3 separate regions of the Hordeum vulgare genome follow, and regions 1 and 2 are each linked to region 3. Evidence: chromatin contacts called from public Hi-C data. All regions are on one chromosome and are shown on one strand. Each heading gives the region's core, a stretch centred on a gene start, on an enhancer-like site or on the middle of the called end of the contact. The rest is flanking DNA. Distances are from core to core; before and after follow the strand shown. Region 1 holds the start of LOC123413565. Region 2 holds the start of LOC123407386. Region 3 holds the start of LOC123410436 (transcription termination factor MTEF18, mitochondrial-like).

Region 1 (3,363 bases), core at 800-3,299, 880 kb before region 3:
TGATGTTTTGCAACGTATTGCTTATGAGCCCATTCCTGGCGGATACATGTATTCACTGTCAGTTTATGAAATCTTTCAAACCCACCAATGGAATTATAAATCTGCATTCAGTCTCAATGGTCATGCATTTCATTCATGTATTCTGTAACAGCCATGGCAGAACATCTATTCGCTTAGCTCATACCATAAGAAAAGTGCAGCCAAAAAAAGGGGAACACCAAAAACAAACCCAAAAAAAAAAATCTAACTCGGAGAATTTATTAATTTGATATCTTAGTCCACAATGATTTCCACACAATGGGAGAAGCCTCATAATGACTGACATGCCAGCTATCCATAGAAAAGAGAAAAGGAAAGTGCCCCTAGCTCACTTGGGTTTTAGAGGATGTACAATCCCATTTAGATCCCCGTGGACACGTGTATTTAGGTTCCTATTCATATTGTTGGGCTTTCCCTACCATTTTCTTTCAAAAAAATTTATCCACAGAAAAGTAATTACCTAGCTGTCTGCACTATCAATTATCAAGCAACAAAGGAAGCTAAATAGGAACCTGTTGTTCAGCTGGCAAAGGGTAGACATCACCAAATATCGTGACACGGGCATTAGACAATCCACTCCATCCAGGTACCTGTAATGAAGGACTAGATGCTGTTATCCAGTTACTAGCAAGCAAGGAAACTTTAGACTCCAGTAAGACATGCTGATAAACTTCATACCTGGACAACAAGTGTGCATCTTGGATCAGAGAGCAAGTTCCTAGTGTGGATTGCTAAGGGAGACAGAGAAAATATAGGGTCTGCACAAGACATCAACACAAAATAATTACCCAAGGAGGCCAAACAGAGCGTACAAGTTATATCCAAAATGTAACCAAGTAGCTATCTTACGGCCCATTGAGTCATTAGCAAAGTCAACAAGTGAACCAAATGGATATCCAGCACGTCGATGATGCATGCCAGACATGACAGTGCATAGATGAGCAAATCGCGCCTAATGAGCACAGTAAGACAGGAATAAGCATCCAGCCGGCTAGAAAATAGCCCAAAGGCCAGGAGATAATTAACAGAAGCTACCTGTTCCATTAAATTGCGAACAGCCAAAGCCGGTGGAGGTAAACCATGGGCAAAAGTCGCGCTCTGCACACCACCTGATATAGGGGTTCTGAACAAGCCAGCTCTGGATCCACTTGAGTCAGGAGTCGTATTGGTTGATGAGGTCGTGCGTGACTTCTCAGTTGTGACCGGACCAAGAGCTCCATTTTGACTTGGATCAACCTTCGACTGTCAGGCAATTTAGTACAAACCAAAGATATGTGACCTACTAAAGGCAAACTAAAAGAAAATGACCTGATTCACTCCTGAGTTGTTAAAAATAAATACAGGATCACCTTAATTGTGATTCCAACAAGAAGCTAAATAATAAGTATCTTTGTGAACCCATACGCATAGATATGATTCCCAACTAGTTCATCGTTCCGAAGTTCTAGGTTGATTTGGTACTAAAGGAAGTTCACTTTCATGGCATCCACAAAACTTCCCGACCGATTTCAAAGATATCAAGCTTCAAAACCTAGAACATAATGGAACAACCCAGGTCTAGGTAGGCCCAGGGCCTCGCATCTGAAAGAAATCCCTAAACCCAGCATGTTCTACACTGCCACACCACAAACATACCCCAGCAACCACCACCCGACCAAAATCTTCGTCACTTCTTACACCGCATCACGTAAGCGTGCAGGCACTGTTCGTTACCTTGACGACGGGGGTCCCGTTCGGCTTGGCGGCGTCGTCCTTGCCTCCGCCGCCGCCGGCGGAAGCCGCGCGGAGGGGCCCGCAGGGGCGGGCGCGGAGCGCTACGCGGGAGTGAGACTGGTGGGCGGGGAAGGACGGGAGGAGCGCGGACGAGGCGGCGGCGGCGGCGCCCGCGAGAGCCTCCATTAGACGGATGGGAGGAGAGTGAGGGAGCGCCCGCGGAGGAGAGAGAGAGGGAGACAGAAAGGAGGGGCACACGCGCGGCGGTGAGGAGAGAGAAAGCTGCGGGGCCGAAGGAAGGCGGCTGGAGAACGGGGGAGAGGGATTTTTAGGGAGGGGGAGGGAAAGAGAGGGAGACGTGTCGAATCTGGGGGCGTTGGATTGAAGATGGACGACGGATCCGTTCCCCTGAGGGATTCTTCCACTTTCCCTTTGCCTCGGCTAAACTGAATCGTGATGGGTGCAGTAGAAAATCGCACGCTTAGGTCAAAAAGTTGTTTAGCTTACAAAAAGGTGAAAAAGTTGTTCCTTTATTTTTCTGAAAATAAAGAAATATTACATGTGGGTTTGTCAAAATGGCCACAAAGGCTCGTCCTAGAAGTAAAAAGTATCCGGTACTTTAAAGACTTAAAGCATCTCCAACCGTTCGGCCCCGAAAGCTTGAAATAGCGTCGCCTCGAAGTGCGACGGTGGAAAAATCGACACGGGCTTGGGTTCCAGCCGTCCCCCAAGGTCGCCACAGTCGTTTCTTTTAAATCAAACTCGGCTTAAATTCGGCCAAAAACAACACAAATTTAAAGGAAATTCAGCGTTTCCGTTGATATTAGTATAAATTGAACTAAAAACATAATTTGAAACCTTTCTGCCATGGCCTCGGGGGGTTTTTTCAACGCTGAAGGTAAGAGAGATGAGGAGACGAGGGATGATGAGTGTGCGGCGAGCGGCGACGAGGCCCGTCTTTTATAGCGGGGAGAAGGCGGGAGCGATGTGTGCGTGGCGGGAAAGGGCGGGACGCGCGGCGGCTCGCGATCGCTGCGCCGCGAGACCTTGGAGACCCAACTGGCACAAGAACCGAGGCGATGAGGACAACGAAGGCTCTCATCGACGCACAGTCGCTGACTCGACGGGTCCACACAGGAGGAATCTATCGCGCTTTGTTTTCGCTTCAAATTCCTTTCCTTCGGCATGGGTCCACAGGCGTCAATTTCGACCCTAACCAACTAAACTTGGGCTTTGAGGACGTGACTGGGCGATTCTTTTGCGCCGAGCCTGTTAGGGGATGGCTGGAGATGCTCTTATAATACAGTACCGTGCTACCTACTCACAAAAATCAAATTCAAAAGTACAAAAAATCAGAAACAAAATTTGAATGTTCGCAACATATGTGTGGACAATCCATAAAAGAAATCAAGTTTCTCTTTTTATTTTTTTAGGAATTGTAAACACATGTTGTGAACATAAAAAAAACATAGCTTCTGAAAACTGATTTCAATTATTTTTAGGGATTTTTATGCATATGTTGTGAACATCCACAAATTTTCCCAGATACTTTCCCGTCACACAAGATTCTGGCTTTACTTTATGCAGAAAATCTAGATCATTTGCTCTAAG
Region 2 (3,138 bases), core at 268-2,767, 710 kb after region 3:
TTATTTAGCTTTCATCCTCCATACCTGCTTCTCAAGCTCAACAGCCCGAGCAATGGCCTTGCCTGCCTGCTCCTCAGCAGCTACAGAACCCGTTTTCTGCATAAGGAAAAAAAATAAGGCCACAAAGTAACGTTTAAGATACTTTCCCGAAATGATGCTTAGAGTTGAGAAGCATGTCCGTATATCTATCATAATGCATACCTGGAGAGATGTGATCTCGCTCTGCAGAGTAGCAATCTTCTGTGACTTGTCCCCAATGTCCTTCTCCAGCTTCGCGATGCCATCATCCTTGCTCTTCAGGTCCTGGGATCTGTCTGCGATGTCTGACTCTGTAGGACGAAAACAATTAGACCTCACTTAGATGAGGTCACGAGGGTATCTGGTAGGATCATGGTGTGCAAATTCATCTTGCGCAATTAGTAACCGCCAACTGGCAAGGCTTTTGGTGAGATCAGCAAACTTGGCATGCCAAACTTATGCAGGTTAATTTTGCTCTTGGCGGAAACATGTAGTAATAACCAAATACTCGCTCCGTCCCAATTCCCATGATATAAGTGTGTTTTCGACACTACTCTAGTGTCAAAAAGGCTCTAATATTATGGGGCGGAGGGAGTAGTATATATATTGCCTGTAACATACATAGTTGAGCTCTTTAGTGATACTAGCCTCTTATTCCATGTAAAGTTCGCCAATTTTAAAAGAAAAATTCAGGCCAAGAACTAGAGATTTTTTAATGTGAAAGACTCAAATTTACCTCAGCAACCAAGAAAGCACAAGTGCACGATCACACAGTACATATGTAACCAGCCACTAGAGTCAAATGATCCTTCCAAAACGTATTCGCGGGGGAAAAAAAAAAGTCCTTCCAAAAGGTAGCTTCTATACAGTAGAATAGCATTTCATTTCATACGTAAAGGGAAAAGTACAGGCTTTTGCCAAACCAGAAACCATGCGGATTTTGTCAGGGTTGTTACTCTCAACACCCAATCGTGCATCTCAGCTCCCAATCATGCATCGTACGGCGAACCTAGCTCAGAGCACGAATCCGACCAGCCCCGACCCAATCCCCTCACCCGCCCACATATAGAAATACTGATAGTAGTACGATTCGGACGGTGACCGGGGCGAGGAGGGCAGTGGACTGACCTAAGGCGGAGATCTTCTCCCTGAGCTGCGCCAGCTCCGCCCGGAGCGCGGCCGCCTCGGCGGCCTCCTTGACTCCGCCCGCCGCGATCTCCCCGGCCCCCGCCGGGTCCGCCGCCGCCTGCTCCTCCGCGGCCGCCCCGGCGGCGAACACCAGCGCCGCCGCGAGGAGGAGGAGGAGGAACCGCCTCGAGATCCCCATATCGCCGCCTCCTGTAACCCAAAATCCTTCGTTTCTATCGACCGCGACCGCGACCGCCAGGGATGGAAATGGGGGGAGGGGGGACGAGTTCTGTGTGTGTGTGTGTGTGTGTGTGTGTAGTTGTAGAGAGCAGAGAGGCAGTAGCGACGGGCGGCGTAAGGGGGTTGCACGGCTCCTGCTCGTTCGTGCCCCGCGTGTCGTGTCGTGGCGAAGCGCAGGACGGATCTTTCCTTCCGTGCTTTCATAAAAATAAAAATAAAAAAATCTCTCTTTCCATTTCTTTCCCTCCCTTACGCGGGCAGCACGTGACGTGGCACGTGGAGGCCGCGAGGACGGGATGGATCCACATGCCGTGATGGGTCGCTGACCCGGCGGGCCGTGCCGTGCCTGTCCGGTGGCGGTGGATGTTGGATGCCGTCCGGGACAGGTGGGTGGCTCGTGGGGGCGCCCGTATCGGGCACGCCTCGCACGTAGGCTGAGTTGACAGATTTTATGGTTGATAAGCCATCGTAGACACTTGCATCTATGTCTCTCATACCCTTTTCAAACATTTGGGTGGATAGTTTGATCGGTTATAAAAAAAAAAATTCAGACGAAGCTCTCAAACCGACCTCAAACGTTCAGAATAACTCATACCCTTCATTTTTAGTTCAATATGGGATGTATACGGGGAAGCCTGGGCGCACATGGCACGTCCGTCACGCTGGACTCGATAGCCTGACCATACCTTAAATTGCACCAAATCCCCTAAACCGTTCCTCCTCCTTCCGTCGCACGTCAACATTTCCCGCATCCGATCCCTCGCCTTCCGGCACCCTTGCTTTCCATCCTCACCACATGTCCCGATCTGTTGTCGTGATGTCTTCAACCCCTTCCTCGACCGCCACGACGGAGACACGGTCCACCTTGTCCGTCGGCGGGCCTTCCTCCGCTTCGTCTTGCAAGTCGGAGAACATCGCTCGTAAACTGCGCCATCACCGGCAGCAGCAAAGGGAGTTGGCCGTACAGCTACATGTGGGCGTCGTCGGCGAGATGTCTCCCCCAGCGCGCCAGGCTCCCCTTACCCCATCCATGCAAGTGTCGGCGTGAATTGTGTCGTCCGGCATCAACGAGACCGAGGAGGAAGAGGATGAGACGGCCGACTGGACCCTTTCGGAGAGCTTTCGAGACACGCAGGAGTCGTCGATCCAAGAGTGTGAGTCCGCACAGCTCGTTCGGGAGCGGGTGAGCACAGGCAACCCCATCGCGGGGGCTGCCCACAACATGTTCGACGAAACGTCTCAACAAGACCGGGTACGTTTGCTCGTGTTCGATCAAATGATTAATATTTCGTATAGTTCACTAGTTTGCACAAGATGATTGCAAACCTTGAACTGTAGGAGACATACTTGGCAAATATGATCGATGAGAATGAAGATCTGGTCCATGTGGAATATGAAATGGAGGAGACCGACGCATTTGTGATTGGGGCAACATCTGGTCCCAATCCTACCAAGAAGAAGAAGAAGCACAAGACGTCGAAGGAAAGAGGGCTTGCTTTCTCAAGATACGAGGACATCATGTTAATTCAATCTTGGTTGAACACAACATTGGATCCAATAAGTGGCACCGAGCAAAAGGGGAGCACGTATTGGGAGAAAAATTGGAAGGACTATCATGAACGAAATGAGTATGTGGAGCCGCATCCTATCATGAGTGCCCGTAATGTGGCATCTCTCCAACATCGATGGGGTCATACAAGGAGAAGTGAACAAGTACGTCGGTTACTACTCACAAGTGAACAAACGGTCTCA
Region 3 (3,460 bases), core at 488-2,987:
TACCACTTACAAGGAAGGATATCTTTGACTCGAGCACATCAATCCTCTGGTTCAGAATCTGTGGAGCCATCTTGATCATGTTTACTACATCTTTTGGGTCCAACCCAGTATTATTCACCAAGAACTCGTACCGACCTTGTAGTTCATCACCTTTACCACGGAATGTTTTGAGTGCCTTCTTCATATCCTCAGAGCCTTCAACAAATCCTATGCTTTTCAAGAATTTTATTTTCTGACTGAATGACACTTCAAAGGGGTCAACTTTTGGCAGCTGGCTGACTTTCGACCCTAATGTGTAACTCATCAACAGTTTCGGGTCCTCCAGTATAATCTTGCGCAGGCGCTTCTTTCCCACATTGAGATTTGTAACAATGCTGTTTAGCATCTTCAATGGGGCAGAACCAAGCATTGATCCATGAGAAAGAACAAACTTGTTAACATCCTCGTCGCTTACGCCAGCCTCAGCTAAGACCAGCATTCCCCTCCGTAGGTTCCTTGTGAAATCCTCGACTGACACATCTGGGAAGTCCATAAAAAGATCAAACAGCTCCTTTTTTCCACATCCCGCTTTTAGCATCATGAGAACCGCTGCAAATAGCATCTGTCCTGAACCATCCAGTATGAAATCTGGATTTTGCCTGACCAATTTACCAACACCTTCCTTCGTAAATCCCAAGTTAATGAAGAACCGGGGAACTCGAACCATCTTTCTCCAATCATAAGACTTCCTGGCAGATAAGAATTGACTAATCCAGTCCCGCTGGATTCCAATGTCGTCTAGCCACTCGAGGATCTTCAATTCCACATTCAGGTCACGGACCAATACAACAGGAGAAGCAATTACGAGCTTGATTACACTGGTCCTACTGAACCCGAGTTCCTCAAGGGCGTTCAGTTTAGATGCAAGCACACCATGGCCAAAACTGAACACCTCCGTAGCCTCCCGGTATATCCTCCCTATCTTCCTGCGTGCAATGCCGTAATTGCAAAGCTGGCGGAAGTTGTCGAGCAACATCTCGTCGTCGGTGAGAAACATGAGATCCCGAGGCAAGTAGGAACTGCACTCCCTTGGTCCGAGGCCGATGCTCTCCAAGAAGGGCTCAAACTCATTGACAGGGTTGAATTGAAATAACCGCACCAGGGCCTTGCTGACCCTTTCATCCTTCATATCCCTCTTCTTCACCTTGGACCTGAAGACCAGCTCGGTTCCCCCCTCCGGGGGCTCCTTCAGGGCATGCTTCACCTCCTCCAACAGCTTGCTGAGGTAAACAGGCGAGCGCTTGCTTATATGCTCGGCGTCGCTGAAGCACATGCCGCGCGTGACATGGAGGTACTCCATGAACGTCTTCTGCGCGGCGCGGACCTCCCGCCTCCTCTCCATTTGCCTGATCTTCCGATCCACCTCGTCCTCCTCTTCATCCACCAAGGTTCCCCCCTCGCTGTGGATGGGAGTGGCTGAATAGGGCCGCCGCTGAATCCCATGGCCACTTGGAGCAACCCAACCCGATGCCGGGAATGATCCTTGGACATGCCGCCAACTGGCAGCACAGCACGGCGGCACTCTGGAGGGTTTGTCGAGGGCACCAGGAGCCCACCGGAGGCGGACCGCCCCTAAAGCGGCGCGGAGGTGGTTGTTCATGGCGAAAACGAAGCAGCAGGAATCGCGCCGGCTTCAGGACCAATCGGCCGGGCGCTGCTCCACGGCGGCCGCTTACGGCTCCAGACGACGCGGACTCCAGGCGGCCAAGACGACGTCCGACGCCCAGACGAAACAGGGTCGCGCAGTAGCAGCCGGCGTCAGGGCGCAGGTCACGCGCAAACAGCTGGAGGCCGGAGCACGGCGGGACGAGCGGCTGCCATGACGGCGACGGCGACGGCGACGAGGCGGCTGGGAGGACCTGGGGTTTGGGAGCTGCGGGCGATATCTGGGGTGCTGGTGCTTGGTTGATACTAGCCCAGAAAGGTCCAGACTTGCTGATCCGTGTGTTTTTGGGCCGGGCCCATACGAAATGGAGCAGCTGCACAAATGATCCTTTTTTTTGTACTCCGCACAGAAGGAAGGATGCTTCCTCCTGATATGCCTCAGCCCCGTATCTATTCATCACTACATGCACACAGTGTAAGCTACACACACAGCACGGACGAATTACGGCCAGATCATTTAATTTGACCATGCAAAGTTACTTCTAACATGAATGATATTCTTCATCGAATAAGAAATATCAGGACGAGTAAGACTCAAGTATTGCAAAGCACCTACAACACTTTTATAGTTTGTTGCATCATCAGGATCAAGAGCTTCTCACTGTCAACGGTAAGTTTCTCTGAGACTGAGTGGGGAGTACTCACAACTTTGCACTGTTCCAAACCCATTCTTCTGAGTATATCAGTGGTATATTTTTCTTGAGTAAGAAGTATACCATTGGTTACCTGCTTGACTTCAATACCAAGGAAATAGTGAAGATCTCCTAAATCCTTTAGAGCAAATTCTAACCTTAAATCTGTAAGCAAGCTGGTAGTGGCATCTGAACTGGAACTCATAATAATTATAGCATCAACATATACTAACATGAACATAATAATATTCCTTTTATGGTAGATGAACAAAGAAATATCTGCCTTGGATGGTATGAACCCAAGTTGTTGCAATTTTATGCTCAGTCTTGAGTACCATGCTCTCGTGCCTATTTCAAACCATATAAAGCTTTATCTAACTTACAGACATACCCTGGTGTGTTTGTATTCTCATATCCTGGTGGTTGCCGCATGAACACTTCTTCCTCCAGAACACCATGAGGAAACACGTTCTGAACATCTAGCTAACGAAGACTCCATCCTCTCGAAACAACAATTGACAACAAAAGTCTAATAGTAGCTGATTTTACAGCAGGGCTAAAGATATCCTCATAATCAATACCAAATCTTTGTTTAAACCCTTTTGCAACTAATCTAGCTTTGTATTTGTCTATACTGCCATCTAATTTTCTTTTGATCTTATAAATCCATTTACATTCAATCACATTTTTACCTTTTTCTGGTGGTACAAGATGCCAAGTTTTATTCTTCATGAGGGCATGATATTCATCATCCATTGCCCTTTTCCACTCCACATGAACAAGTGCATCACTCAAATTAATGGGTTCACCGGTACTGGTAAGAAATGTGCGTCCCATAGTATCATACCTGATTGTACCATCAGTGTAGACTTTTGGTTTAGAAACACTTGTTTTTTATCGTGTGATGCATGCTAAAACTGCTACTTCTGCTGGTGCCAACGATGGAACTGTTGGTGCTGCTAGTGTAGTCAGTGATGCTATAGCAGTTTCAGATATATCTGAGCCTTCCTGGAGTTCGGCTGCAACTGAGATGCTTGCAAATGGCTGCGTCTGAGCCAATAGAGGGAGCGCGTCTCCACTGTCACCCTGCCGTGTAGTACTGTCAGGCATCCCTCGCGGGGAAA

What was found. Hi-C and Micro-C count contacts between places; a contact is called where the count stands out from the background.
Region 1: a contact with region 3 is called in a Hi-C map of seedling, with 8 times the contacts expected there. The contact joins the promoter of LOC123413565 here to the promoter of LOC123410436 in region 3. A contact is called at or near these places in 3 of 6 Hi-C or Micro-C datasets (leaf and seedling).
Region 2: a Hi-C map of seedling shows a contact between it and region 3, with 6 times the contacts expected there. The contact joins the promoter of LOC123407386 here to the promoter of LOC123410436 in region 3. A contact is called at or near these places in 2 of 6 Hi-C or Micro-C datasets (leaf and seedling) and 1 of 1 datasets of contacts at active chromatin or transcription factors (embryo).

The regions. Positions count from the first base shown.
Region 1 is chr7H:190,423,064-190,426,426 of MorexV3_pseudomolecules_assembly, reverse strand. It overlaps LOC123413565, which reads right to left and starts at 2,049. Exons shown (of 9, transcript XM_045106496.1): 1 at 1,753-2,049; 2 at 1,075-1,281; 3 at 889-991; 4 at 718-797; 5 at 552-629; 6 at 1-35. The coding sequence starts at 1,938.
Region 2 is chr7H:188,840,476-188,843,613 of MorexV3_pseudomolecules_assembly, reverse strand. LOC123407386 reads right to left here and starts at 1,517. Exons shown (of 15, transcript XM_045100512.1): 1 at 1,147-1,517; 2 at 202-329; 3 at 25-96. The coding sequence starts at 1,345.
Region 3 is chr7H:189,545,427-189,548,886 of MorexV3_pseudomolecules_assembly, reverse strand. LOC123410436 (transcription termination factor MTEF18, mitochondrial-like) reads right to left here and starts at 1,737. Exons shown (of 1, transcript XM_045103380.1): 1 at 1-1,737. The coding sequence starts at 1,639.